Regions from separate parts of the Cricetulus griseus genome. Here region 1 is linked to region 2. A link is a contact called in public Hi-C data. All regions are on one chromosome and are shown on one strand. The core of a region is the stretch at or near the end of the contact, and the rest is flanking DNA. Distances in the headings are between cores, read along the strand shown.

The links. Hi-C and Micro-C count contacts between places; a contact is called where the count stands out from the background.
Region 1: a Hi-C map of the CHO-K1 cell line shows a contact between it and region 2, with 5 times the contacts expected there. The contact joins the promoter of LOC100758579 here to the promoter of Atg12 in region 2. A contact is called at or near these places in 5 of 8 Hi-C or Micro-C datasets (the CHK-Q cell line, the CHL-YN cell line, the CHO-K1 cell line and 2 more).

Annotation. Positions count from the first base shown.
Region 1 is chr2:191,456,767-191,459,627 of CriGri-PICRH-1.0, forward strand. It overlaps LOC100758579 (eukaryotic translation initiation factor 1A), which reads right to left and starts at 1,464. Exons shown (of 2, transcript XM_027400863.2): 1 at 1,311-1,464. It overlaps Tmed7 (transmembrane emp24 domain-containing protein 7), which reads left to right and starts at 1,561. Exons shown (of 3, transcript XM_027400862.2): 1 at 1,561-1,978. The coding sequence starts at 1,784.
Region 2 is chr2:191,322,782-191,325,688 of CriGri-PICRH-1.0, forward strand. Atg12 (ubiquitin-like protein ATG12) reads left to right here and starts at 1,254. Exons shown (of 5, transcript XR_004768345.1): 1 at 1,254-1,449. Ap3s1 (AP-3 complex subunit sigma-1) reads right to left here and starts at 924. Exons shown (of 5, transcript XM_035440151.1): 1 at 739-924. The coding sequence starts at 807.

The sequences.
Region 1 (2,861 bases), core at 214-2,713, 130 kb after region 2:
TACATGTTAGGCTTTCCCCAAAGTGGTTGCCCCTTTTACATTTCCACTAGCAGTGCACAACAATGTCCAGCATTGCTGTATTTTAAAATTTTTGCCTGTTTGGTGATACTTAATTGTGATTAAAAGTGATAGTGCATTGATTTTTTTTTTTACTATTTTTTGAGATTCTAGTTACATCATTTCCCCTTTCCTCCCTCACAAACCTCTCATACTGTACTGAGTTTTTTATCTTGCTCCTTCTTTCCTGTTTATTTGTATTGTCATCTTATGAAGAAAGAAGATGGCCTGTCCAGTATAGTCGCTGTCTACATCGTTGAATTCCCTCCCACACCCATCCCTGCAGCGCTGATGAGTCAACCCTGGGCCTTGAACAAGCTCTACTGGTGAGCTGCATTACCAGCTCCGAGGTTGGTTTTAAAGAGAGCTATTACCTGTCCAAGATCACAGAGAACAGAACCTACATTTTTCACTGTCAAATTCAGTTTTACTTTCGCTCAACAACAAAATAGTGTTTGTTTCTGGCCTGGCTCTCAGGAAGGTGTAGTCTCCACTGTAACCTTTGGCCTCCATTCCTTTGTCACCGCAGAAGCTTTGGTTGCCCCAGGCCATAGAGTAGACTTCCGTCCTACCCCACCCTAACTCAAGACCCGGCCTCACTCTTACTTTGCCTGTTATTTCCTTCTCATAAAACCCCTGTATTAATCCCCCGCAGCCTGAAAGCCCACCCCTGCCTTTTTCTAAAAAACAAAAACAAAAAAAAAAGAAGGAAAGGAAAAAAGGAACACCTGACGAATGGCAAAATGTATTATGAATGCACTTCAAGAAACGCCATGTTGGTCACAGGCAAATCAGTCACTTTGCTGTTGTTGGACCCTTAACTCCCTAATCAGTACAATAGACAGACACAATGACCACTTTTGGGTGGAAGGGGCCTGATAAAGGGTACACAACAGATGTTTGTTTTTATTAAGCCGAAACTTAGCTCGTGCTTACCACGTGCAGGCCACTCTTCTAAATGCCTTTCCCAGATAATGAACTCATGTAATAATCATGTGTTTATCTTAGGCAGTACTATTAGCACTCTTTAGACTAAGACAGAGGGCCGGGAGGTAAAGAGCAGGGATTAGAAATCCCAGTCTTGTATTCAGCTCTGAGAACACGCGCTTTCTGCCTGAGCTGCCTCCTCCAAATACTACTAAAATTTATGAGACAACCTCCTGCAAACTACGTAGCTCCCTACCACCGGCGACTAGTCCACCCCCCATGAGCACTTCAGAGTCCCTCGGAGCGTCCCCAAACTCGGTACTCACGGTGACAAAATGCAGCAGAACCCCTTCACCAGCGAAGCCCGGCGAGCAGCAAGACGACGCGCCCCTCCTAGGCAACGGCCGGCCACGCCCCTTCCCGTGGAGTTCCCGCGCGGGCCCCGCCCCTCGTCCAAGGAGGCCGCCTAAGCAACGCCGAGGCCTCGCGCGCTTCCACGTACTCACTCCAACGCCTTGCCCCCGGATATCATATCCGGGTCGCTGGAGCCGGCCCCGCCCCTTCCGCTTAGGCGCTCGCTGTACTTCCGGTCAGCGAGGCCTCTTCCTCCGCTGTCCTGCCGGCTCTACCCCGGCCCCTCGGGTCTTCCCAGTGCGGCGCCGGTCCGTAAGTGCGTCTCTTGGGAAGCCGGCGCCCGCTCCTCGTCGCACGCACCGCTGAGGTTTGCGGGCCGGTGGGGGCCGGGCCTGCTGCGCGCGTCGAGGCCCCGCAGCTCCGTTGAGGCCGCCGCGCTGCCGGGATGCCGCGGCCGGGGTCGGCGCCGCGTTGGGCGGCCGCCGCGGGCCGTTGGGGATGCTTGCTGCTTCCGCTGCTGCTGCTGCTGCTGTCGGGCCCGAGCGGCGCCTCCGAGATCACCTTCGAGCTGCCTGACAATGCCAAGCAATGCTTCTACGAGGACATCACTCAGGGCACCAAGTGCACCCTAGAGTTCCAGGTACCAAGGGCCCCAGCCTCTGTGGGTGGCTAACCTGAGAGTCACATCGGTTGCGGAGGCAGGGTTTTCGCCTTTCTTTTAAGAGCTTAAAGAAAAAACTATTTGTGAATTCCAGATAAGCTTCTTGTGACTGTGACATTCTCCGGTGTCATTCATTGAGTTTAAGACCTATTAAATAACTTCTTTTTAAGAGATTGTGATTTATTATTGTTATTTAGCTGTTCTTGCACACAAATGCCCGGCTCCCTACTCCTGTAATCCACAACGCCGATTTAATAAGATTTGATATAACTCCATGATCTTTTCGGGTCTTTTGGGGGTTTGGTTTGGGTTTGGGTTTTGTCTGACACAGGGACTCTTGGTTAACTGCGGTCGTGATTGGAAACTCTCGGTGAGAGGATTTTTAAAGACCGTCTGTCAAAGCTGTTGTAAAAAAAAAAATGTGATTAATCAAGAGGCCCCTTCCCAATGTAAAGCAAGAACTTTTTTCATCAGTGTGATTTCTTAAAATGGTCTAAAACAGTCTACAGTTTTTGTTAAAGGCTCATTTAATATTTCAGCAACTCTTGAATGCTGGGTCTCTCACAGTCACCTGTAACTAGAGCTACAGGGAGATCTAACAACCTCTGACCTCTGCACTCATGTGCACATACCCTCTTCAGACACACACATACACATCATTGAAAATAACAAAAATACTTCTTAAAAGAAGCAATAATAGCTTAGACTCAGTATAGTGCAGAAGGAGAAAAACAATAGGTAAAATCAACAGGACTTGGTAATATGTGTTTATATTAGTGGTAGTAATTGGTGAGGGAGGGAGAGGAGACTAAGGTTCAAAAAAGAATTGAGGATATATACGTGTATGAATTCTCAACATATA
Region 2 (2,907 bases), core at 4-2,503:
TCAATTATCTTCGCGACTTTAAAGTCATCTGCTCCTAGCAATATTAAACAATGTTCACAGTTCTAGAAGAGAACTTTCACACATGCTATTTCGTTTAAACTAAAACTCAGAGCAAATGCCCTTATGTTTTGGTTTAAACAGGAAAAGCCTCACCAAAATGAAATAGTTGACTCTGATGGGTCAACGGCTCACGCTGCCAGTTATTTCAAGAGTAAATTCAGAGTAGGTTAAAAGCCCACAGCAACGTCAGGTCCCCACTTAATCTCTTCCACACGGGGCTTCAGATGCTTCCATATGGAAACACCCTGAACACACTAGCCAGGGCGTGCGGCGAGCCAAAGTTGCTGAGCTCGCAGGGGATTAGGGCGGACACTGTGGCCCATCTGTCCCCGACCGACAGAAAGCAATCCACCTGGCCAGGCTGGGCGACGGGGAGTGGGACCAGGAGCCGGGGCTGGGGCGCCCGACAGGAAACAGTGGCTCGGCCGCCGTGTGGGGATGAGGTGCCGGGCAGGTGGGCAGCGCCCCTCGCGGCGGACAAACCGCCTCGCCCACAGACGGCGAGCTGCCGGCGGGGAGTGGCAAGCGGCTCCCACCGCCCGAGCTGACAGGCGGCGGGGCGAAGAGTCGGACGCGGGGAGGGCCGCGGCGTCGCGAGGGTCGTTCTGTGGAAGCCGCTGGGCGCTGTCCTGCGCCGGCGCTCGCCCTCTCCCGGGTCCGCGGCAGGGCCATACTCACATAGGGCTGGTAGAACTTGGAGAGCCGTGGCTTCCCGTGGTTGTTGAAGATGAGGATGGCCTTGATCATGGCTGGGCCGGGCCGACCGGGTGGGCGCTGGGGCCAGGGCGGGGGCGGGCGCGCGAGCCTCGCCTCCGGGAGCTTGCTGCCACGGCTTCCCCACCCGCCCCCTCCCGCACGCGCGCGCGCGCTCCCGCGCTGTGGGGCGGGGCCTGGAGGCGGGACCTGGGCGGGGCAGGCCAGAAGGAAACGGAAGCGTCTCCGGGTCCGAGCCAACTTGTGGAAGGCGGGGGTACTTGCTCATCTGGTGGTGCACGGAGGCTCGTCACGGAAGCACTCCGAAGCTCCCCGCGACTAGGTGACACTCGGTACTATATGAAATGCTGTGTTTCCAACAGATCATGTATGTGTACTGCTCTCCAGACGTCCTCAGTTCACTGTTGACCAGAGCTCCCTCCCGGTGCCTGCTTTGAGACCCTCCGTGGAGCCGGGCCCACCCTCTGCTCCGGGTACGTCACTTCCGCCATCGACTCCCTGCGAGCAAGATGGCGGAAGATCCTGAGGCCGTGCTGCAGCTCCCTTCTTCAGCGGCCGCGGCCGGCGGCGAGAGCCTTTCGGAGCTCTCCCCGGAAACAGCCACCCCAGAGCCCCCGTCTTCGGCCGCAGTCTCGCCGGGGACGGAGGAACCTCCCGGTGACACCAAGAAAAAAAGTAATGTCAACATCCGTTTGTGGGCGGAGGCAGGAGACTTAAAAGCGTTTCTGACAGTGGCGGCCCATAAATAAGGAAGCGAAAGCTAGAGAGAGGCGCATCCCCGGGGTGTGCGCCTCTTAAAATGGAGCAGAAGTGCTTACCGGTGTTGACGCCTTTTGGGTGCTTAGGTGATCCGGGTGGTACCCGGGTTCGCCATCCTTCGCACATTTTACGGCGTCTGGTCTTTGACGTAGTCAGTCTTGCACTTTGAAGGTGGGAGCCAAGTGAGATCTCGGTAGCTCCGGGTACTTAACACAAGACTAGCTGCTAAAATAAAAATTTAAGGTGACAGGAGCAACAAGTGGGTTACAATCCACGAATTCTGACGAGTTCGCTCTTGGCTTCCTCCTCCAACTGAATATAAATTCATTCCTTAAAACAAAAAAAAACTGTAATTTTAGATGCTGTGAAGAATGCTAAGGGAAAACTAAAGGCTTAGGTGTTGCCTTTTTGGTAACTTTTTATTTGGGATGGGGGCCATGCCTTTGTGCATCAATGAATTTCCTTAACTAGCTGTCCTCAGCTTCTGTATTGTGTTAGGAATGCGTTTGCCACGGGAAAGTAACGAAATTTGGTTTAACTTTCCCTGAACACTGTAAAGTTAGAGTTGGCTATAAGAAAAATCAGCAAACATATATCAGTGGGAAAGGTAGGCCCTGTCCTTAATTGTTCTCCTTTCAGAGACATTAAATGTAGATCCGGTTGTGTTTTCTGCTCCTTATCTCAGCTTGTTTATGCTGCATAGGAGGAGAATTTTCTCCCTTCGCTGCTCCCAGGGGATGTAGATCAGTAGTAGAATTCTATAAAAGGTCCAGGGGTTCAATTCCCAGCTCATCAAGAAAGAAAGAACAGACTGACTCTGTGTTTGGAGGGAATCTGCCATGTATATGTGCTGTACTGAGTTATTTGGACAGATAACCACTATCAGCTTGGGGGGGGGGGGGCGGGGGTCCTTTTTTTTTTTTCCCAGTTACCTGTATTAGAGCTGACTTTCAAAGGTTTCCTTTAAGATGGAAGCATCAGGCTGAAAGTGGTGACATACACTTTGGTTTTTCAAGACAGGGTTTCTGTGTGTAGCTTTGGAGCCTATCCTGGCACTCGCTCTGGAGAGGGGGCTAGCCTCGAACTCACAGAGATCCACCTGCCTCTACCTCCCGAGTGCTGGGATTAAAGGCGCGCTCCACCAACGCTATTTATTTATTGTGTATACAATGTTCTGTCTGCATGAATGCCTGCAGGATGGAAGAGGGCACCAGATCTCATTATAGATGGTTGTGAGCCACCGTGTAGTGGCTGGGAATTGAACTCAGGACCTCTGGAAGAGCAGCCAGGCCTCTTAACCACTGAACCATCTCTCCAGCCCGTGAACATACACTTTTAATCCAGCACTCAGAAGCCTGAGGCAAGCAGATCTCT